Linked DNA regions of Mus musculus: all the other regions are linked to region 6. The links are chromatin contacts, called in public ChIA-PET, Hi-C and HiChIP or PLAC-seq maps. All regions are on one chromosome and are shown on one strand. The core of a region is the stretch at or near the end of the contact, and the rest is flanking DNA. Distances in the headings are between cores, read along the strand shown. Region 1 overlaps Gm38528 (a long non-coding RNA gene). Region 2 holds the start of Tlk1 (tousled-like kinase 1). Region 3 has its middle 10 kb from the start of Dlx2. Region 4 overlaps Gorasp2 (golgi reassembly stacking protein 2). Region 5 overlaps Tlk1 (tousled-like kinase 1). Region 6 holds the start of Cybrd1 (cytochrome b reductase 1). Region 7 overlaps Tlk1 (tousled-like kinase 1).

Region 1 (2,700 bases), core at 77-2,576, 410 kb before region 6:
CATCCTTACAAATCAGCCCATTTAATACTAAAGGTCAAGACCTTCTTTTAGAATTAAAAAGGAAAGAAACCCAACAAAATAAAATTACACTTTAACATAGCTCTTTCTCCTAAAAGACAAAACCCCACCAAAAAACAAAAACCATGTGCATTGCTGGAGGGAAGCAAAGATAAGTAAGGTAAACACGCTATTGATTAATGCACACATAAGATAATCCTGCCCATGCTTTTTAGATTCCGTAACTAATATGGCCACTCCTGGGGAACTCCGAATCTTGATGAATGTGTTCTGATAATGCTGAGGGGGCAGGGTCTCTTCAAAGAGGTTTCTTTTAGACTTGAAACTATGTTTCGGAGCTGAAACTGTGTCTGCTAGATAACCTATTCTTCTGAAAAAGCTTTACAAACTGAAGGAAAACCCATTCCTACTGGAGAGTTAAAATTGTCATGGGAAAAAAAATGTTAACAAGCCAGCCACCAGTGTTAGTGTCCACCGTGGCTGCAGATCCACAGAGCACAAAGTGGGGAGCAGCATTTACCTGGGAGACAGAATCCAACCTACCCAACTGTGCCCCACCCCCATGTGCTAAGGCAGTTGAGGGACTCTTGAGAGCCACAGGCAGGCCTCATACTGACTGTCATGCCCAGATATGGGTTCAAAAGCACATCAAAACCAGGGGCTGGCTGCTGCCCAGTCGTCCATCTCTTCTTAGGGCCGCCCAATGGCTGGCTGGGGGGGCCTGGAGGGGGGTGTCTCTAACCCTCACTCAGGTGTGGGTTCCTGTGCTAGGTTCCTGCTAGGCAGGGGCAGTTAGTAAAGTTTACAGATGTGGAAGCCTCCCATAGAAGTTAGTGACTATGCTCACACTAATAAACTAATATGGAAGACAAAGCCACAGCTGACTTCCAAGCCAGAGACGCCAGCCTCCTCCACCCCGTCCCCACATTATCCTTTTCCTGAATCTTTAAAAAGAACGTATGAATTTGGTCATTAGTAGACAAGATAATTAAAAAATTGAAACACCTAAAACCACAGCTAAACACCACATTCATTTTTCAGCAACTTTAGTGTCTAAGTTTGATGACTACCCTGTCTTACAGAAGACCTTGGTATCGCCTGCTAAGTGGATGAATTAACACATATACAGCAGGCAATTAACTCAGATGAGATGGTGGGGTCATGGTTTGGCCTAAGGCTTTCCCAACAGTCAAGGAGCCTTGAAGCTTACATGAAAATCTGAAATGGATTCTGTGTGGAAGGCAGGCTGTGCTGAGTGCTCCCATGGTGGCATGCGTGAGGGGGCGGGAAGTGTGCGTGAGGGGGCGGGAAGCACGCCTGAGGGGGCAGGGGTGCGCATGCTTTTCAGTCCTTAGACGTGGAGAGACGCACTGAAGCTTTTCCAAACTTCCAGAACTTTTTTTGAGTGAGCTACTGAGTCAGTTCCAAGGCTCTCCTTAGGAAGAGAACAGTGGGCAGGGAGAAGCCCAGAGCTACTTTCTGGCTCCTCCATGGGGAGGCATCAACACCCCGGAAGCCTCTCTGGGGAGGGCACACAGGTCCTACTGGTGGGTGGCCCGCCTGCAGAAGGCATGGGAACACAGCAAGGACAGCACTGGTTTGCACTCACCTTCATCTTACCTGAAATGAGCTTAGTCACAAGGGTGCGCTCCAGTGACTCAGCACCAACAGTGAGTGCTGACAGCGTTCCAACACTTTTCTTTAGGTTTGCTCTTTTATGATGATATAAAAAGTCACACTTGCTCTTTGATTTTTGTCACCACTGAAAAGTGACATTTCAGGCTTCCAAAGATAGATAGATAGATTGGTCTGTCTGTCTGTCTACCTTTTTATAGGCCCAGCCAGGCTATAATGCTCTCTCTCTCCTCCACACATCCCTGATTCCGAGGTTGCAGGTATGTGTTATGATGCCCAGCTCCTTCTCTCTCTCTCTCTCTCTCTCTCTCTCTCTCTCTCTCTCTCTCTCTCTCCCTCCCTCCCTCCCTCCCTCCCTCCCTCCCTCCCTCCCTCCCTCCCTCCCTCCCTCCCTCTCTCTCTCTCTCTCTCTCTCTCTCTCTCTCTCTCTCTCTCTCTCCTCTCTCTCTCTCTCTGTGTGTGTGTAGCCCTGGCTGTCCTGGAATTCATTTTGTAGACCAGGCTGGCCTTGAACTCAGAAATCTGCCTCCCGAGTGCTGGGATTAAAGGTGTGCGCCACCACCGCCTGGCCCGTCTCTCCTCTTCTGATGCATCAGTGAGCATGTGGCTGTTACGTCAGCTTCCTCTATTGAAGAGCAGTCCGTCCATCCACCCATCTTACTTCAAACGACTGAGACACAGAAAGATAACGGAAAAGCACAGCAGAGCTCTGCGCATAGCCATCACTGGCCACAGCAGGGTCCTTCTAGCCCAGCTCTGGGTATCCCCTCCAGAATCCTTTCCTAGGGACAGAGAACCTAGACAACAGCTGTTACCATCCTGCTTCCAAAACTGTGGTGAGGTTTCTGTGCCTGGAGGCGTGGGCCTGCGCAGGTGATTCACATCCAAGCTCAAGGCCCAAGAGGGCTCAGGCCAGGGCCACACACCCTGCTCGTCACTGGAGACTTTGGTTTTATAAAAATAAATCTTGAATTCGGTTTATACACTCAAATCTTACTTATTGAAAATTTTTTACAGGGTGTCTTAGTGTGGGAAAGCTCTAAATGA
Region 2 (2,774 bases), core at 40-2,539, 290 kb before region 6:
ATTTGATTAGCAATTACCAAAGCTATGGATAATAAATATAGACATATTTTCAAAATACAATAATCCGAACGACTCATAAACCGAAGCTCTGAATTTCTTTACAAGGCTTACTAGACTGCTGGACTTTCAAACGTTTTCTTCTTTTTTTTAAAGGTGCTGATAATCTCCTTGTGCGAGACAACCGGGAGCGAACAGCCCATTTACCGATTGCTAACGAATACGACTTCGCATTTTCCAGACAAAAGGGCGTTAAAAGAGATCCGATGCAAATTTATTCTTCCCTGGTAAAGGAGTGTTCTCCCGAATTCCATTTTATGGAGTATACTTAAAGTTAAAGGCAGCAAGTTCATTTTTTAGTCAAAAGCACTAGGTGCCTTACTAGCTGTGTGACTGCTACATCTGGTGGCAGAACACTTGCATGCAAGGAGCCAGAAAACTTAGAAAACAATTGTAACCGATCTCAGTGCGTGTTTTGCAGAAACCTTCAAGCAGGAATTTCCACCAAAAAAAAAAAAAAAAAAGCCCACCACCCTTGGGCAGAAAGGAACACGAGCGTACTTGCAACCCACGAGCATAACGTTCAAACATGCAGGAGCCGATGGCGAAGGAAGGAAAGTTGCAACCATCTGGGGGGGGGGGGGGGGTGGCACGAGCAGCCTTGCCCACGAGTCGGTCTGCCGTTGGGATCGCTCTAGGGGCCGCGATGGGGATCCGACTCGGATCCGAGGCAGCCCAGAGCATGCGGGAGGCGGGCGAGGGGCATCTTAACCGGTCCCGGCGGCCCGGCTTGCGGCGCGGGGACCGCCTCTATGGGAGGAGTGCGGGCTAGGGGAGGGGGCTCGCGCGCCGAGGCTGCACCGCGAGGGCAAACCCACCCGAGCCCCGAGGCCAGGAGGCTCAGGGAGCCAGGGCAGGCCTCCCGCCCGCGAACCGCCACCCCCCACCCCAGCCCGGGGTCCGCGCGGGCCGAGGGAGCCCGCGGGAGGGCGCGGCGGCGCTTACCTTCCCTGGGCCTCCCGGATGGCGGCGTGTGATTCAGCAGGGACCTGGCCGCCGCCGCCGAGCCCGGGGTTGGAGACGTGGAGAGCCGGGACCAAGATGGCGGCCCCTCCAAACTTCCACTGCTACTTTGGACACTCATCAAGCTACTTTCTGGGAGCCCGACTCCCCCCCTGCGACGGCGGCGGCACCGGCACCCGCCTCCGTCATGGCGGGGGCCGCGCTGAGGGCGAGCGCGGGCGCGAGGGCTGGGAGGGGAGCGCCGCGCCGCCGAGGGAGCGCGCCGGGCGGAGGGCGGGCGGGGAGGGTAGCGCCGAGGGGAGGCGAGTGGCCGGGGCCGCGGGGCCGGGGCCGGAGCGCGGGCGGAGCGCGGGCCGCGCCGACCGAGGCCACTTCCGCGGGCGGAACCTGCCGGCACCTCTGCAGTGCGTCGGGCCCCGGCGTCGCCCGGGCGGTGGCGGGCGGTGGGTGGCGGCTGAGGCGGCGGGGTAACCTCTGCATCAGTTACGGGCGGCGGCGGCGGCGGCGTCACGCGCCGCCAATGCAAACACTATCGCGAGGCTCCTGCGCCTCCGGTAGCAGCGGCGGCGGCGGCGGCCGCGGGGCCGGCAGGGGGGAGGGGGGAGGGCCCTGCCCGGGCGGGGCGAGGGCGGGGAGGGCGCGAGCGCGCTGGGAGGCGCGGGGCCCGCGGCGCGGCGCGGAGCGGCGAGTCGCGTGCGCGGAGCCGGCCGGAGGGAGGCGCGCCCCCGCTGCCACCTGCCTCCCCCTCGCCGCGGCGCGCCTGCTCCGAAGCGCGCCCCACACCCAGCCTGCCCGAGACGCCTCTGCTCTCGCCTGGCTCCGGAGTCTCAAAATGGAACTGAAAAGTTGAGAGTTGCTTCTTGCCCTTCAGGAGAAAAAGAAGAAAGAGAAGAAGGAGAAGAAGGAGAAAGAAAGAAAGAAAGAAAGAAAGAAAGAAAGAAAGAAAGAAAGAAAGAAAGAAAGAAAGAAAGAAAGAAAGAAAGAAAGAAAAAGAAAGAAAGAGCAGTGTGCACTTATCCATCTGCAAAACAGGAGTAGTCACGGAATTAAAAAAAAAAGAACCTAAGAAAATAAAACTTTCCTTAAAACAATCTACCAAAAGAATTGAGAAACCCTACCGGTGGGGTAGCCTGAGTGTGTGGTATAGCTGTTTGTTCTTTGTTTTCACAGAAGTGGAAAATCTAAATAGAAAATGTTGACTACTGAATTCACAGTAAAAAACACAAAAAACAAAAAAACTATAGTGTTCATCTTGAAGAAGGTATAGTTTCTAGAAATTTCCAGTTTCTGGTGCCGCTGTTGAGTATTGACGACGAATTCCCAAAACAAATTACAGCATTTGCTAAAATTTATAGATAGAGCATAGCTTTCTGCACACCCACGTACACACACCAGCGATTGGCCATCTTGTTCATAAAAGAGCAAGTCTGGTAGTCCAGGAAAAATACGACAAGGTTACTGCTCTCTTTAAACCAAATTGAATAGAACACTAAAATGATTATGCTATAGAGCAACTGTGCAGGCATAAGGAAATGACATGATTACCAGGGGGACCAAAATGTCATTTCTATTTTTTATTTTTATGACTTTGCATTTCTCATCGTAATGTTTTCTTCAGATAAACTGTACTCCCAGAATAGAGCCTTGGTTGTCAGCTATGCCAGAAGTCACTGGGGTGTTCCTGTGCTTCAGATTCTTGTTTTCAGTCACATTCTGCTTTTGAAACCTAAGAACTCACAAATTGAACAACTTTA
Region 3 (2,784 bases), core at 106-2,605, 440 kb after region 6:
TTCCTTATAGATTTTTTCCTTCAACTCTGAATATGAGTTGGCTCGAGGAGAATATTCTATGCAAACAATCACTTGCATGTTGGAAGGTTGTCTGGCCAAAAAATCAATTTCACATATCGGTAATTACTTTTTTCCACAGTGATGGGAATGGACCCAGGCCTTCCTTGCACATGCAGGAAAGCCCACTACCATTGAGTCTCTGTAATACAATGACCTCGGAGTCAAGGGGAAATAATTTCATCAGCAAACCATGAGGGCAGGATCCAGAAAATAATTGTATCTGTGAAAGCTAGAGTTAGAGTCAGGAGTCAGGCATAGGATCCAAACCTCCTGATTCTTCGGAGCACCTGTCAGTGAATAGAACAAGTCTAGTGCACAGCCCGTGGTTATCACCAGAAGCATGTTGGTGTGGTTGTGGCAGGCCTAAACCCAAATCATAAGCACTTCTTTTTAAAGGCAATGGATGGTACAGCTCTCTCCTTCTCCCTCTCCCTCTCCCTCTCCCTCTCCCTCTCCCTCTCCCTCTCCCTCCCCCTCTCCCTCTTCCTCCTCCTCTTATTCTTCCCTTCTCTTCTTCCTCTTCCCCTTCTTCCCCTTCTCCTCCCCCTCCTTCTTAAGGCAGAGAGCTGGAGAGATGGCTGGACATTAAGAACAATTACTGCTTTTGCAGAGAACCGGGGTTTGGTTCCCATTACTCCACTCAGGCAGTTCACAGCGACCTGTGATTCCAGTTCCGGGGCTCCACCGCCCCCTTCTGGCCTTCATGAGCTCCTACATGCATGTGATGAGCACAAACTCAATCCACACACAGACATGTACACATAAATAAAACAAACAGGCAGATCTTTAAAGACCAGCTTAAACAGCAACTTAGCAGGAACCTGTCTTGGCATAAAGAAGAAGCCGGGTAAGATATCTCAGCAGGAGAAGGCACTTTCTGTCAAGAAACTGGGTGGCAAACAAGAGAACCAGCTCCCACAAGCTGATCTCCACAAAAGAGATCCCATACACACACACATAAATACTTGCTTTACTTATTTTATTTTACATTGAAGGATGGAACCTCAGTCAATACACGTATCCATAAGATCTGACTGTAGGCATGCTTTCAGGGCATTTTCTTTGTCTTTTTTCCTTTTTTATTGATTTTTTTTTTTTTTTTTTGTAAATTTCACATCACGCACACCAATCCCGCTCATTTCCCAGTCCTTCCATATCCACTCTTCATCCTTGTTATGCCCTCTCCAAAAGAAAAAACAAACCTCACCATGGAAGCTTTGGTGTGTCATGGTGCGTCACAAAATATACCATTTTGTTCAAACAACTTACTTGTCAATGTTCACTGCAGTGAGTCATGGGTCTGGTTCCAGGCCTCTGGCTTCTGCTACACTGTCAGTCCTGGCTCCTCACTGAGACTGCTCTAGGCTATCCTGCTGTTCCATTGGGTCATGAAGACCCTGCAGCTTTGGTTCTGTAAGACTGGTCTCTTCACATACTCCAGCAGCTTATAGGTGGGGTAGATGTTGGGATGGGCTAGCTCAAAGCCCAGGAGCTGGGCCTCCGTAGTAGCTGAATCTGTCAGTGCACCAGCTCTCCTGCACCCTTGCAACAGGGCCAGCTCTTTCCATCATGCCATCAAGGCCAGCTCTCCTGTGCCCATACCATCAGGTCAGCTCTTCTGCACCCACACAACCAGGAACAGCTCTTTCTTGCTGCTCAGGCCAGGAGCAGGGCAAACTCTCTAGTGTGGTGGCTGGTGAAAGGTGGGATCAACTCAGTACAGTGCTTAGACATCAACATAGCCTCAGGCAGCAATCCAGACCAGGAGCATCTGAAAGGCCTCTGGTGGTAACACAGGCCTGGGATATCAATACAAATACAGACCTTGGCCATGATAAGACCATGGACACAAACAGGGCCCCAGTTGGCAGCATGGACCCAAGTCACCATGGCCTTAGGTGACAGACAGTACAGATTGGTGTGATCCTGGTGGCAGCATGGCCCTCAGACATCCACTTGGTCTCAAGTGGAAGCTATGGACATCTGCTCATAGCCTTCGGTAGTAACTCAGGCCACAGGCATCAACACAGACCTGGGTTGCAGCAGGACCACGGGCCCAGGCATGGCTCTCGATGGCATCCTGGGCTAGGATGCCACTATGGCCTCAGGTGGCAGCATGGATCATGAACATCTGGATAACCTTTAGTGTCAACACAGGCTACAGACATCAGCACAGACGCCAGCTTTGATAGGGCCACAGAACAATACATGGCCTTTGGTGACAGTCGGGGTCCAGCCATCACCATAGCCTCAGGTGTTTGCACAGGCTCCTCACATTTACCTGCTCCTCACCACCATAGTGTTCCCAGTTCCACACTTCACCACAGTGCACTAACCATTCAGCTTCACTTTCTCTCCCATCTCTCCATCACATATTCTTTCATTGTAATGGCGCCCACTTTGGGGCCAGGGCAGGAGCTTGGGTGTCTTTCTTCTAGCTGCTTCAGGACACCACAAATAATAATTTTAAATGTCATAAAAATAAGTGAGGATATAATTCAGTAATAGAACACTTGTTTAGTGGGTGTGAGGACCTGAGTTCAATCTTTAGTATCACAAAACCCCAGAACAAAACCCAGGAAACTTCCCACCAAAAAGGAGAATAGTTAGCCTTATTGGCCCGTATCTGTGACCCTGACACTTAGTAGGTCAAGACAAGAGTATCAAGGTAATCCTGGGCTCCATAGAGAGTTTGAGCTCAGGCTAGGCCATATCTAAAAAACA
Region 4 (2,700 bases), core at 39-2,538, 430 kb before region 6:
ACCCTGGTGTCGGAATTCTGAAGAGATCCTTTTGTCAGCGTGTGATGACCTGTCTCCTTCCCAGGGGAACGACTTACCTTGTGTTCTTTCTCGCCCTCTGCTCAGGTCTGATGCCTTTGTCAGCAGGGCTGCCTAGCCTCCCCAACCTCCCCAGCCTCTCCAACTTCAACCTCCCTGCTCCGCACATCATGCCAGGGGTCGGTTTGCCAGAGCTCGGGAGCCCGGGTATGTTGCATGCCTTACCCTCCTAAGACATTGCTAATAAAAACATGGATTCAGGAAAGCGAGGCCTCCCGTTCAGTCTTTTCCAGAAAGAGCATCTCAGCTAAACACATTTCAGCTACTTCTAATCAGTATCCATCTTTTATATGGAGAAGAAGAAAGAAGTCCATGACCCGGCCTTCTGCCTCCCTCCCTTTCTCTACACCCTGGTAGGTTTGGCCCCAGGCAGGCTACCATAGGATCAGTGGAGTTGCACTGTGCACTGAATTTGACAGTGTGGTACAGTCACCTAATAAAGATGCTTGAGTCCCCTCTCTTCACTTCCTGTTTAAGGATGCTACCCACAGGAAATGCTGGTGACTGCTCTGTGCAGTCCAGGCCTGGTATTTTTGTTTTTCTGAGATTGGAGGGGCAGGCGGAGTCTCACTGTAGCTGGCCTGGATTAACTTCCTGCCTCAGCCTCTCAAGTGCTAGGACCACAGCTCTGCACTCGGGCCAGCTAAGTGTTCTGGGGGTTGACAGATGGTTTTATAATAGTAACCCAGAGCACCAGCTGCCAGCAGGTGGCTCTCAGGTCATATGCCCAGGTGAAAAGGGAGCAGCAGTCCCCAAGCCTGCTCCTGCTGACGCTCCCTGTGACTGCCCATCATGACACTGCAGTGATCACTCCATACTGAATAGTGGTTGTCATTGTCACACTTCTGACAGGTTTGCATTTTTTACATCTTCAGTGCCAGGGCTGAAGAACAAGGGACCTAGAAAGCCCCAGCTGCACCGACCACACTCCCTGCTTCTTTTCCCTGGGGCCCATATTCTTGGTCCCTCTGTCTTTAAATGCAGCAAGCCTCTAAGGACAGGACAGCTTCTCCAGCCAGTGGTGTCCTGGACATACCCCGTACAATCCGCCTTCCCTTTGCTCTTTCCTCTCTGAAGATCTCCAGAATAACGCACCAAGAGCAGCACAGGCAGTGCGGGGCCTCCCCAGGTGCAGGGCGGCTCCCTTGAGGCAGTGCTGCTGCTCCTCCACAGCTCCTCCTCTTAGCTGACAAGAGGCGCCTTGCCTGGGCAGGATCCTCCTAGCTCACATCCAGCCAGCGCCCTTGAACGCCAGGGAGCACTGCTTCCCATGGCTCTGGAGGGAGCTGTTGTCGCATCGGCAGACTCCTGAGTGCAGGGCTGAGTACACGGAGCTTGGGCCTGGAAAGCTTTTGGCCCCAGCCTCCAGTTAGAGGTCAGCAAAGGTGGCAGTGAGCAAAGAGCTCTGCTTCGGCTGCAGGCTCTCAGGGGCAGGTAGAGGAGCTTGATGGCCGTGCTCTGGTTGCTGGGAGAATATGTGACCTCTGCTGTTTCTATCCTAGGTTTGCCACCTCTTCCCTCCTTGCCTCCCCGAAACTTACCTGGCATTGCACCTCTCCCCATGCTGTCCGACTTCCTCCCGTCATTCCCTTTGGTTCCAGAGGGCTCTTCTGCAGCCAGCGCAGGGGAGCCGCTGTCTTCCCTTCCTGCCATGGGCCCACCTTCTGACCCTGTCATGACTACTGCAAAGGCAGACGCCTCTTCCCTCACTGTGGATGTGACGTCTCCTGCTTCCAAGGTCCCCACCACTGTTGAGGACAGAGTCAGCGACTGCACCCCGGCCGTCGAGAAGCCTGTGTCTGATGCAGATGCTTCAGAGCCTTCTTAACTGGGAACCAATGTTCAGAACCGACGTGGTCTGTTTAGTTAACCACGGGGTCAGGTCTGGAATCGCAAACTACCATTGATTTCATACTAGTGTGTACCGTATCTGTAGGTGTCCTGTACATAATTCTAAGGGGAAACTACGCAAGAGGCTGAGGGCTTGCCTCCCACCACGTCGGGGGGTTACAGCCGAGGAGGGCAATCTGAGAATGTGCTTGTATTTTAAACAACCAAAAAAAGTTGTCATGGGTGGCTTGCTGCCAGGCATCTACTGCCGTTCTGGGAGGTTCATCTTTGGAAGAGAGATGGCGGGGTACCCACTGGGTTCCCTGTACCACTGCTATGCCTTGTGTAAGGAAATGAAATATTTTATGCCTAGTGCCCACATGCAACATTTCTTGTACTTTGTAAGTCGTTTGCAAGAACACAGACCACCTCACTAAACTGTACAAGGAAACAAGAATTTACTGTTGGTCTCTGTGAGTCGCATCTCTATTACGGTTTACACAAAACTCCCAGTTGCAGATGTTTTGTTCCGGTCCATGGCACACTATTAATTGAACATCTTTTTATTCTGCCTGTACACAGATCTTGTTTTGAACTCAGAATTATTCAGACACCATTTTGTAGCTGCTGCTGTTGCTTTAGATGCCTGTGGTAAGATGGCATTTAAAGAGAAAGAGAGGAGCTGCGCTCTGTAGCTACTTAACGGTATCGCGGCAATAAACTCCAGTCGCTTTACGGTCTCCTTGTGTTCTAAGTGGCGAGCGTGTACTTCATGTGTGCCTCACATCTCTC
Region 5 (2,700 bases), core at 128-2,627, 380 kb before region 6:
GGTCCGGGTATCTATAGAGGTAGAGTTAAAAGACTAGGCGTCTATAGAGGCAGAGGTAAATAAAGAACTAGGTTATTTATAGAGTAGAACTAAAGGACTAGGTATCTGTACAAGCAGAGTTAAAGGACTAGGTATCAATAGGGCGGAGTTAAAGGACCAGGTATCAACAGGGGAGGAGTTAAAGGTCTAGGTGTCTACAGTGGCAGAGTTAAAGGACCAGGTATCAATAGGGGCGGGGTTAAAGGACCAGGTGTCTCAAGAGAAGAACTAAAAGACCAGGTGTTAAAGGACTAGTGTCATTAGGTATAGAGTTAAAGCCCAGCACTTTTAAGATAGCCACTGTGTTGCTGAATATAGAACCTTAGTGCTTTTTAAACCAACAGTTGGGTATTCTAATTGAATTTAGAACAAAATTAGAAATGACTTGAAGAAGTGATTCTGAGATAGAATTTGAAGAAGTGGCCATGTTGGTCTGTTCATGTAGTGTCAGATTTTTGGAAGCCTGAGACAGGAGGACTGCTTGAATCCAGAAATTAAAGATCACCCCGGCAAAAGATTTGATAAAAATGGAACCGAGGGGAGAGAAAGGAAAAAGGAAGACTAATGAATGAATAATATGCCAGAGACTGGGGTATAATAGTGCAGAAAACACAAGACCTAGGCAGTATGTGTGTAGAGGGACAAATGGAGCTGTGTTTGTAATGTATGAGAGCTCTGCTTCCTGCTCACTGCTTTAAAAGTCCCTGACATGGCAGGAATGAGGGTCAAAGAACCTTTTCTCAATAAGGAGACACAAATGTGTCTATATAGAACGTCCAAGGGTATCTACATCTTTATTCACATAAATCTTTGTACAACTTCCCAAATCTTCTATAAACATGTAACTATTATCTAAGCATCTTTGTTCTTTGAATTACAAAGAGCAATTGACATAGAAAATTTAGAAAACAAAACAGAAAAAAGAAACAACTGTCTGAAACTACCTGTGAAGTACATTTATACATTCAGAAAATAAACCGCCAACAATATTAATTTGAACACTGCAGTGGTATAGGCAACTGATTCAGATACGAAAGGGGGTAAATCCCACTCAAAATCCACTGAAAACATTCAGGCTTGGAGATTATGTCAGAGATAACTTTTCAGTTAACATATTTCCTGGCTATATGTACTTTTGTTTTTGCTATATCAATTATGAATAACATTATTATTAGCATTCTCGCTCACTGCTAACAATGTAAGTGAAAATTTTAAAAGAAGCTTACAGTTGTGGTAAATTTGGCCTAACAAAGGGATCGTTTTCCGCTCCATTGACTGCCTTGGTCTTTCTTTGCTTGGCTTCAGAATTGGTAGCAGGTGCCTGAGAATTATTAGCTGTGGGAGGTTTGCGTTTGCCTAGAAGTTTTCTTTGCCGTTCAATGTCTTCCCTTTGTTGATTCACCCATTCTTGTTGCCTGTGTAAAAAGGAACAAATGAAACCACATTAATCTTCCATTATTTTCCACAACTAAAAATATATCAAAAGGATCACATAGTATAAAACTCTATTCTGTTGGCCCCACTCTTTTAAAAAATTTTAAGCATATACTTAATTGTTTTGTGTATGAAAGTTGTTTGTTCATTCTCTTTTTAGACAGGAGCTCACTGTGTAGCCCTGACTGGCCTGGAACTCAAAGTGATCCGTCTGCTTCTGCTTCTGAATGCTGGGATTAAAGGTGTGCACCAACACAACCAACTGAGTGTGTTGCCTATGTATTCATGTGCATCACAAGTGTGTTTGGTGCCTCTAAAGGCCAGATGAGGCTATCAGTTCACCTAGAACTGGAGTTACCGAAAGCTGTGAGCCATCACCTGCATGCTGGGAACCAAACCTTGGGCTTTAGGTCCTCGGGAAGAGTAGCCAAGTGTTCTCAACAGCAGAGTCATCTCTCTAGCCCCATGGGTCCCACTCTGGTGAAACAAAACATCCTACAGGTCTCACTTCATACAGTCTTTAAAGGAAGTGTTCCCTAAACCTCCAGATAAGAGGAAGTATGTGGTTACACAGTATTTCATAGTATCTTGTCCTTACTGAAAAATACCTTTCCTATAAAACTACACCAGAATGAGTTTGGTTAGGCTAATCTTTTCATTAAAATAGACAGTATACATATTACACACACACATTCTATTTTATTCTTACTATCTAGCATGGTGATCAAAATATACTAGTATACACACTAAGATTCTTTTAAATAAATGAACTAAAAACAAAACAAAGCAAAACCCAAGCCCCATCTAATCAAAGTTTGAGATAGATTTTAAACATATGTTTTATCATCCAACAATATTTTAGATAAGCTTATAAAAGGCAAGGGAAATTTTAATATGAAGTGATACTTTCTTAAAACTGTTGGTATTTTGAAATAAAAGATGACAATGTAAAAGCAAAAAGAAACTTGAAATTTCTACCTGTTACATTAATAAATACAAATTTAATAGCACTTCCCATTGATGTATCTAAAACAATTTTCCAAAGAGTTGAGAGTCTACAAACTAGTGGATATTATGTCTATTACAGAATATAGGCTGGTTGTAGACCTGTAATCTCAGAGTATGTGTGTATGGGGGAAGGGGATTGCAAGTTCGAAAGAAACTTAGGTTACAGAGCAAGCCTTGCATTAACAGTTGGGGGCATGTGCAAAGTGCATGTGTGGGGTT
Region 6 (2,780 bases), core at 147-2,646:
CTAGCCCTCAAAACCTATAATTGGAAAAACCATTCCTTGATGAGCAGGCACATATGCACATGTGTGTGCTCACGTGTGCACATGCGCACACACAGGTGTGCACACACAGAGACACACTCGCGCGAGCTTTGCGCGCGCGCGCGCGCGCACACACACACACACACACACACACACACACACACACACACACACTACCTTTCCTGTGTTTTGTAAGGTCTCTAAGGGCTAGAGGGAGCATTCCCAAATGCACTTTGGAAGCCGAGGCATCCAGCACCCTTTTCCTCTGATAGTGATGCTCAATGTCTCACCTAGAAGGGCAAGGATAACGGAAAAGGACAGGAAGCCAGTGTCTCTTCATCAAGTTAAGTCACTCAGGGAGGTTTAAGGTCTAGGCTCACATTGGTTTGAGCAGGCAGACATCTTTAAACTCATTTTAGCACACTCCAGGCAAGTCCAGGGCTGTGACTGCCTGTCTTCCCTGGCGCAACTGCAAGTTGCAGGTGGCTTATATTCTGTTATTTCTGTCTTTTCCAGCTGTTATTGTTACTATTTTTGATATCGGATAGCATGTACCTCAGGCTGGCTTCACACTCTCCATGTAACTGGGGATGATATTAAACATCTGATCCTCCTGCCTCTACTTTTCCCATGGTAAAATTATAAGGGGTGTGTCACTTCTAAGGACTGTTCTAAGGACTGTGCCCAGGTCTTTGTGCGCGCTAGGCAAACCTAAGTAAGACCAATTTAGCTGCGCTTTCAGCCTTCTCTTTCTCTCTTCTCTGTTTTGATGTTGAGGCAGGCTTTCTATAGCGGTCTGGTCTGGAACTCTCTATGTAGCTTAGAGTGGTTTTACACTTGTGGCTATCCTCCCGCCTCAGCTTTCTGAATGTTGGGGTCACAGGTGAGCTCCACTACACTCTCATCCCTACAGGTGCTTCCTTACACGGTAAGGCCAAGTCCACTGCTGCCCTCAGCAGCAGACCCTCTGGGGGGTCAGGAAGCCTGGATAACTACAACCGCAGGCTTCACCACTTTCAGTGAATCTGTCTCTGGTGACAAAGAGTGTGTACCACCGCCCTCCACAAGAATAAGGAAACAAGGCGCATAGAGTTGAAGCAAAGTGGTAGGCTTGAGCTCCTGGGCGCTGTCTTGGTGAGGAACTGACTCACACTCAAGGAGGTTGGATGCTTCTTCAGGTGGTGGCCACCACGGCAGCCAGAGCTCACGGTGCAGCCGCGTGATCGGGGGTGGAGGATGGGGGATAAGGGGTGGGACCGTCTGGAGCTTGGGCCCGCGGCACCCCCGGGAGGCCCCACAGCCTGTTACCCTAAGAAAGCCCCTCCCCACGGGCGGAGACGGCGCCGAGAAGTCGCCGCCCCGGCCCCACCGCCGGGCCAGTACCCCGAGGCCACGGCCGCAACACCAAGTTCTCCAGCAGGCTGTCGTGGAGCATGGGGTGCTGATGGCCATGGAGGGCTACCGGGGCTTCCTGGGGCTGCTGGTGTCCGCGCTGCTCGTGGGCTTCCTGTCGGTGATCTTCGTGCTCATCTGGGTCCTGCACTTCCGAGAGGGGCTTGGCTGGAACGGCAGCGGGCTCGAGTTTAACTGGCACCCGGTGCTCGCGGTGACCGGCTTCGTCTTCATCCAGGGCATCGGTACTGGGATCCTCGAGGGGGTTGGTGGGGTCACTGCGCGATGGGACCCGGGACGCCGTCGTGGATTCCAAGGAATTCATGAAACTAGGGAAAGTTACTCAGGTGGGCAGGGCCTGCGCAGTCAGGGACGCGAAACCCCAGCTTCGGTGAGGCTGGCCTTTGAACTTGCTTCAGGTCTCCTAGGCGGGGAGCTCAAGTCTCCGCGCAGCATCGTCAGTTGGTGCCTCTCCATCCTTTCCCCTGTCCTGTTCTTTCCTCCGGAGTTCTGGGCACCTCCATCAGTCACCGGCTGCTGCCTGGCTGCGCTCCATTTGTTGATGTGGCGAAAGTTCCTTGGCGGAGTTTTGTGGTCTTGAATCTGACAGGGAGATGAAAGCTGAGAGTGGCCCCAAGGGACCGCTGGACGCCCGGGATCCATCTATCTCTCTCTCTCTCTCTCTCTCTCTCTCTCTCTCTCTCTCTCTCTCTCTCCCCCTGCAATTCTACTCTTCATCTTCACTGTCTTCTTCAGCTAATGGGGCACCGCACGTTTCACTTTTCCAAAAAGGCGGTGACAGCGAGAATGCATTCAGAAAAGCCAAGCTGTTGTGCTGGGCTTGCTTAGCACAAACTGTTTGAGAGGCTCGGAACAGGTTCTAGCAGCCTGGCTTCTGAACAGGCCTCCTCTTCTTCACCAATACTAAAAGTCCCACAAATGAGCAAACAGAAGCACTGGCTTCGTTCCTAAAGAAAAATGTGTGTGTGTGTGTGTGTGTGTGTGTGTGTGTGTGTTGCACCCCCCGCCCTCCCCCCCCAACCCCGCGCATGCTTTAAACCGGTGCTACGGCCTCCAGCAAGAGTGGTCAGCCTTCTTCCATGGGAATCTGGAGAAGGTAATACTAATGCTGAGCTACTGTGGTGTGAGGTAGGCATCCAAGCCATTTCGCTGCAGAGTTCCCAGCTATTTGGCCACTACCCTAAAATGAGAAAAACATATCCAGGTTCTAAAGTTCCAACCACCAGAAGCACTCTTTCCATCACGGTGGAGCGCTTTCGTTTGGCCAGAGTTGTTAATATCCTCTGTTTAATTAAATAGTCCCAAACACCTCTTCGTGGCTTCCAGCCACCCAGAACAGCTCCGGACGC
Region 7 (2,741 bases), core at 167-2,666, 340 kb before region 6:
CAGTGTACTTACATATAATAAATAAATAAATAAATAAATGAATAAATAAATAAGAAAGAGAGATCAACTCCCAAAGTTATCCTCTGGCTTTCCCACAGGCATGCCACATAGCACAAGTATGCACACACTCACACTTAAGATTAAACAAATAGAAAATTACTTGTTAGGAGTCCTTATGTAGCTAATAAGCATAAATCAGACCATAAAATATTAAAGGCCATTCTATCCCATAAAATCCTATTGGGAATATCTGCAGGAGACAAGGGAACATCAAACTCTAACCCATCACCTATTTTAACAAAGTTTCGCTGGAATGTAACCAACTACACACTGAATGACAGTTGGTCTATGGCTATTTGAGTGCCATGTCAGAATGAAGTAAAGCACTGTGGCAGAATTCATATGACATTAACTACTTGGCCCTGTAAGAAGTTCTCCAAATGCAGCTACACAGACCCTATGAAAACTCAGGGGCAGAGGTGAAGAACTGAATGCAGTACTGTACTTCACCAATAGATGCCCCCATCTAACCATGCTAATCTAATATAAATTGACTCCCTAAAAAGCACTGTCTCAAATTTTTAATTCAAAACTTAAGTCTTATGATATCAAACACAATTAACCCTTCCTATCTTAGGTACTCAACCTCCACTGGGACTTTGAGTAGGCAAGCATCAGGTTATTTGTTTTGTGCTGCCTTACATTTTTGGTGTACTACAGACACTGTAAAGAGCCTTCTCATACACACTCCTGACCCATGCCTATAGCTAAAAACACAAGAGAAAACACAACCAAAAGCAATCAGCAACGAAGCCAATCAGCTCTTTCCCTAGAAACAGTCAGCCTCAACCTTTCCTAATGCTCAGACCCTTTACCACTGCTCCTCATGCTGTGGTCACCCCCAATCATAACATTATTTTCATGATTCCATAACTGTAATCTTGCTACTGTTATGGATCATAATGTGTGTGGGGTGGTGGGCTGTGCACAGACAACCTGGTCCCCAGTCTAGCAAAAGTCTGGAACCCCAGTGACCCAGTGGGGGGTGATTTCCACCTGCATGGGACAGCAGGTGTTCTGCCATGCCTCCTGGGTCCCTGGCTCCTATCAGTAGGTAGCTACAGCCTCCCCAGCCCCCCACAGAGAGGTATGTGGCCATCAGTCATGTAGGAGCCGCACCGAGCCCTCCCACATGCAAATAAGGTTTCCCCAAAGCTCTCAGACAAAACCAATGAGAAGTACCTGCTGCCAGACAGACCCTTACCCACCCCAAAACTGTATATAAGAATCCTATCCGGAAGGATTAAAGGCATGAGAGAACTACTTGGTCATCCAAGCCTTCTGTCCTAAGAGCTGTAACACTTAGGAAGAGGTCTGCTCTCCCGAAGCTCTGCCTGAAGCTCCGCCACACTCCTCACTGGCTAGTCAGCCTCTTGTCAGCCCAACCCAAACCGACTCAGTGCAGGGCTGCTCTGGCCGGGCCAGAGATCTCCTTGGAAAGCCTTTGGTACACAGGCCCACAAATGTGAATATTTTTGGAGACAGAGGTTTACCATGGGGTGATCCACAGATGGAGAGCTTAGGCTCTCAGAGAGACATAAGCATGGGGTGGAGGAGAAAGGTGTTGCTTCATGGGCTGGCTTCCCTTAAGACCACCACAATCAGAAGGGAAACAGTTCTGTTGGCCAAAGTTGCCCTGCCTTGTCCAAGTCTCATTTTCTCAGCCTCAGAACCATTCAGTGAATTGTCCCACGAGCTACAAAATCTTTTCCCTTCCATAAACAGCAAACTCGCCTCTTTTTTTTTCAAATAAAGTCCAGTAACTAGTATAAAATGTAAATCACTTCAAAATGGTTTGGCAAAAAATCTGGAGTGGACAAAAGATAACGAAATCATGAATTTAGACAAGTTGACTTGTTCATCTTAGCATCTAACAGGTAGTTCGACTAATACTAGTTCTAGACAAAATTGTAAAATGGACTGGGCTTTGGTTCCCATCCTCAATTTCAATAGGCATTGATATTCTGTTCTTAGCTCTGCTAGCTGCAAATTACTCATCTATTATTGTATTCTTAGTTTTCAATTAATTCCAAACAGTAAATTCAGCAGCTTAGGTTTCAGTCAGCACCTATAAAAACAAGAGCCCGCTGCCATATGCTCCCATTCCCTTAGACGTCTTTAGTTCACTGCTGGCCATAGAGGTGCAGCCCTTTAATCCCAGCACTCAGGAGGCAGAGGCAGGTGCTGGGTTCAAGGTCAGCCTGATCTATAGAGCTAGTTCCAGGAAAACCAAGGCTACACAGAGAAATCCTATCTCAGAAAAACAACAAAAGGAAAGGAAAGGAAAGGAAAGGAAAGGAAAGGAAAGGAAAGGAAAGGAAAGGAATCCATCACGTTTATATTTTAACAGAATTTTTTGAAATGAAGGTTTAATTTACAAAATATTCTGGGGGCTGGTGAGATGGCTCAGTGGGTAAGAGCACCCGACTGCTCTTCCGAAGGTCCAAAGTTCAAATCCCAGCAACCACATGGTGGCTCACAACCACCCGTAATGAGATCTGATGCCCTCTTCTGGAGTGTCTGAAGACAGCTACAGTGTACTTACATATAATAAATAAATAAATCTTTAAAAAAAAAAAAAAAAAAAAAAAAAAAAAAAAAAAAAAAAAAAAAAAAAAAAAAAAAAAAAAAAAAACAAAATATTCTAACAACCCTATTAACTCCCATGAACTAGATGATAA

The links. A called contact is a pair of places that touch in the nucleus more often than the background predicts. ChIA-PET counts read pairs in DNA pulled down with a chosen protein or histone mark. HiChIP or PLAC-seq counts read pairs in DNA pulled down with a chosen protein or histone mark.
Region 1: an H3K4me3 HiChIP or PLAC-seq map of embryonic stem cells shows a contact between it and region 6, with 30 read pairs. The contact joins the enhancer-like site here to the promoter of Cybrd1 in region 6. A contact is called at or near these places in 21 of 39 promoter capture datasets (the 3T3-L1 cell line, 3T3-L1-derived adipocytes, the C10 cell line and 14 more), 4 of 15 datasets of contacts at CTCF or cohesin (the NIH/3T3 cell line, embryonic stem cells, large pre-B cells and 1 more), 25 of 484 Hi-C or Micro-C datasets (B cells, ECoMG myeloid progenitors, the G1E-ER4 cell line and 5 more), 20 of 115 datasets of contacts at active chromatin or transcription factors (T-cell acute lymphoblastic leukemia, bone marrow-derived macrophages, craniofacial prominence and 11 more) and 3 of 9 other capture datasets (adipose tissue, liver and pancreatic islet).
Region 2: a contact with region 6 is called in an RNA polymerase II ChIA-PET map of memory CD8 T cells, with 155 read pairs. The contact joins the promoter of Tlk1 here to the promoter of Cybrd1 in region 6. A contact is called at or near these places in 2 of 39 promoter capture datasets (hippocampal neurons and pre-B cells), 2 of 484 Hi-C or Micro-C datasets (B cells and bone marrow-derived macrophages), 9 of 115 datasets of contacts at active chromatin or transcription factors (DN3 thymocytes, bone marrow-derived macrophages, cardiomyocytes and 6 more) and 1 of 9 other capture datasets (liver).
Region 3: a contact with region 6 is called in a FOXA1 HiChIP or PLAC-seq map of pancreatic cancer cells. The contact joins the enhancer-like site here to the promoter of Cybrd1 in region 6. A contact is called at or near these places in 6 of 39 promoter capture datasets (the 3T3-L1 cell line, frontonasal cranial neural crest, hippocampal neurons and 2 more), 1 of 15 datasets of contacts at CTCF or cohesin (embryonic stem cells), 6 of 115 datasets of contacts at active chromatin or transcription factors (bone marrow-derived macrophages, embryonic limb bud, embryonic stem cells and 2 more) and 1 of 9 other capture datasets (embryonic stem cells).
Region 4: a contact with region 6 is called in an H3K4me3 HiChIP or PLAC-seq map of embryonic stem cells, with 32 read pairs. The contact joins the enhancer-like site here to the promoter of Cybrd1 in region 6. A contact is called at or near these places in 3 of 39 promoter capture datasets (cranial neural crest, embryonic stem cells and frontonasal cranial neural crest), 1 of 15 datasets of contacts at CTCF or cohesin (the NIH/3T3 cell line), 2 of 484 Hi-C or Micro-C datasets (bone marrow-derived macrophages and embryonic stem cells), 10 of 115 datasets of contacts at active chromatin or transcription factors (embryonic basal ganglia, embryonic forebrain, embryonic stem cells and 3 more) and 3 of 9 other capture datasets (embryonic stem cells, liver and pancreatic islet).
Region 5: a contact with region 6 is called in a Hi-C map of bone marrow-derived macrophages, with 19 read pairs. The contact joins the enhancer-like site here to the promoter of Cybrd1 in region 6. A contact is called at or near these places in 11 of 39 promoter capture datasets (the 3T3-L1 cell line, cranial neural crest, embryonic stem cells and 7 more), 2 of 484 Hi-C or Micro-C datasets (bone marrow-derived macrophages and nephron progenitors), 3 of 115 datasets of contacts at active chromatin or transcription factors (embryonic basal ganglia, embryonic stem cells and large pre-B cells) and 1 of 9 other capture datasets (embryonic stem cells).
Region 7: a contact with region 6 is called in an H3K4me3 HiChIP or PLAC-seq map of embryonic stem cells, with 7 times the contacts expected there. The contact joins the enhancer-like site here to the promoter of Cybrd1 in region 6. A contact is called at or near these places in 6 of 39 promoter capture datasets (the C10 cell line, the HPC-7 cell line, HPC-7-derived erythroid cells and 3 more), 1 of 15 datasets of contacts at CTCF or cohesin (large pre-B cells), 3 of 484 Hi-C or Micro-C datasets (Th1 cells, bone marrow-derived macrophages and embryonic stem cells), 4 of 115 datasets of contacts at active chromatin or transcription factors (T-cell acute lymphoblastic leukemia, embryonic stem cells, large pre-B cells and 1 more) and 2 of 9 other capture datasets (adipose tissue and liver).

What each region holds. Positions count from the first base shown.
Region 1 is chr2:70,707,890-70,710,589 of GRCm38.p6, forward strand. It overlaps Gm38528 (a long non-coding RNA gene), which reads left to right. Exons shown (of 4, transcript XR_866403.3): 2 at 1,854-1,913. Among named protein-coding and RNA genes, the nearest start is that of Gm38528, 4.9 kb to the left of the region's middle. Within about 2 kb of position 1,327, at least 19 of the 459 cell types and tissues checked have an H3K27ac peak or open chromatin away from gene starts, as enhancers often do. A contact at or near this core is called in embryonic stem cells and trophoblast stem cells, where this site is marked.
Region 2 is chr2:70,824,191-70,826,964 of GRCm38.p6, forward strand. Tlk1 (tousled-like kinase 1) reads right to left here and starts at 1,290. Exons shown (of 20, transcript NM_172664.3): 1 at 1,003-1,290. The coding sequence starts at 1,141.
Region 3 is chr2:71,555,521-71,558,304 of GRCm38.p6, forward strand. No RefSeq gene overlaps it. Among named protein-coding and RNA genes, the nearest start is that of Dlx2, 10 kb to the left of the region's middle. Within about 2 kb of position 1,356, at least 4 of the 459 cell types and tissues checked have an H3K27ac peak or open chromatin away from gene starts, as enhancers often do. A contact at or near this core is called in pancreatic cancer cells, where this site is marked.
Region 4 is chr2:70,689,078-70,691,777 of GRCm38.p6, forward strand. It overlaps Gorasp2 (golgi reassembly stacking protein 2), which reads left to right. Exons shown (of 10, transcript NM_027352.4): 9 at 106-225; 10 at 1,581-2,648. The coding sequence ends at 1,906. Among named protein-coding and RNA genes, the nearest start is that of Gm38528, 14 kb to the right of the region's middle. Within about 2 kb of position 1,289, at least 41 of the 459 cell types and tissues checked have an H3K27ac peak or open chromatin away from gene starts, as enhancers often do. A contact at or near this core is called in embryonic stem cells, epiblast stem cells and pancreatic islet, where this site is marked.
Region 5 is chr2:70,740,789-70,743,488 of GRCm38.p6, forward strand. Tlk1 (tousled-like kinase 1) reads right to left here. Exons shown (of 20, transcript NM_172664.3): 11 at 1,266-1,454. Among named protein-coding and RNA genes, the nearest start is that of Gm38528, 38 kb to the left of the region's middle. Within about 2 kb of position 1,378, at least 22 of the 459 cell types and tissues checked have an H3K27ac peak or open chromatin away from gene starts, as enhancers often do. A contact at or near this core is called in bone marrow-derived macrophages, where this site is marked.
Region 6 is chr2:71,116,658-71,119,437 of GRCm38.p6, forward strand. Cybrd1 (cytochrome b reductase 1) reads left to right here and starts at 1,397. Exons shown (of 4, transcript NM_028593.2): 1 at 1,397-1,655. The coding sequence starts at 1,463.
Region 7 is chr2:70,779,330-70,782,070 of GRCm38.p6, forward strand. All of the region lies in intron 2 of Tlk1 (tousled-like kinase 1), which reads right to left. Among named protein-coding and RNA genes, the nearest start is that of Tlk1, 45 kb to the right of the region's middle. Within about 2 kb of position 1,417, at least 48 of the 459 cell types and tissues checked have an H3K27ac peak or open chromatin away from gene starts, as enhancers often do. A contact at or near this core is called in embryonic stem cells, where this site is marked.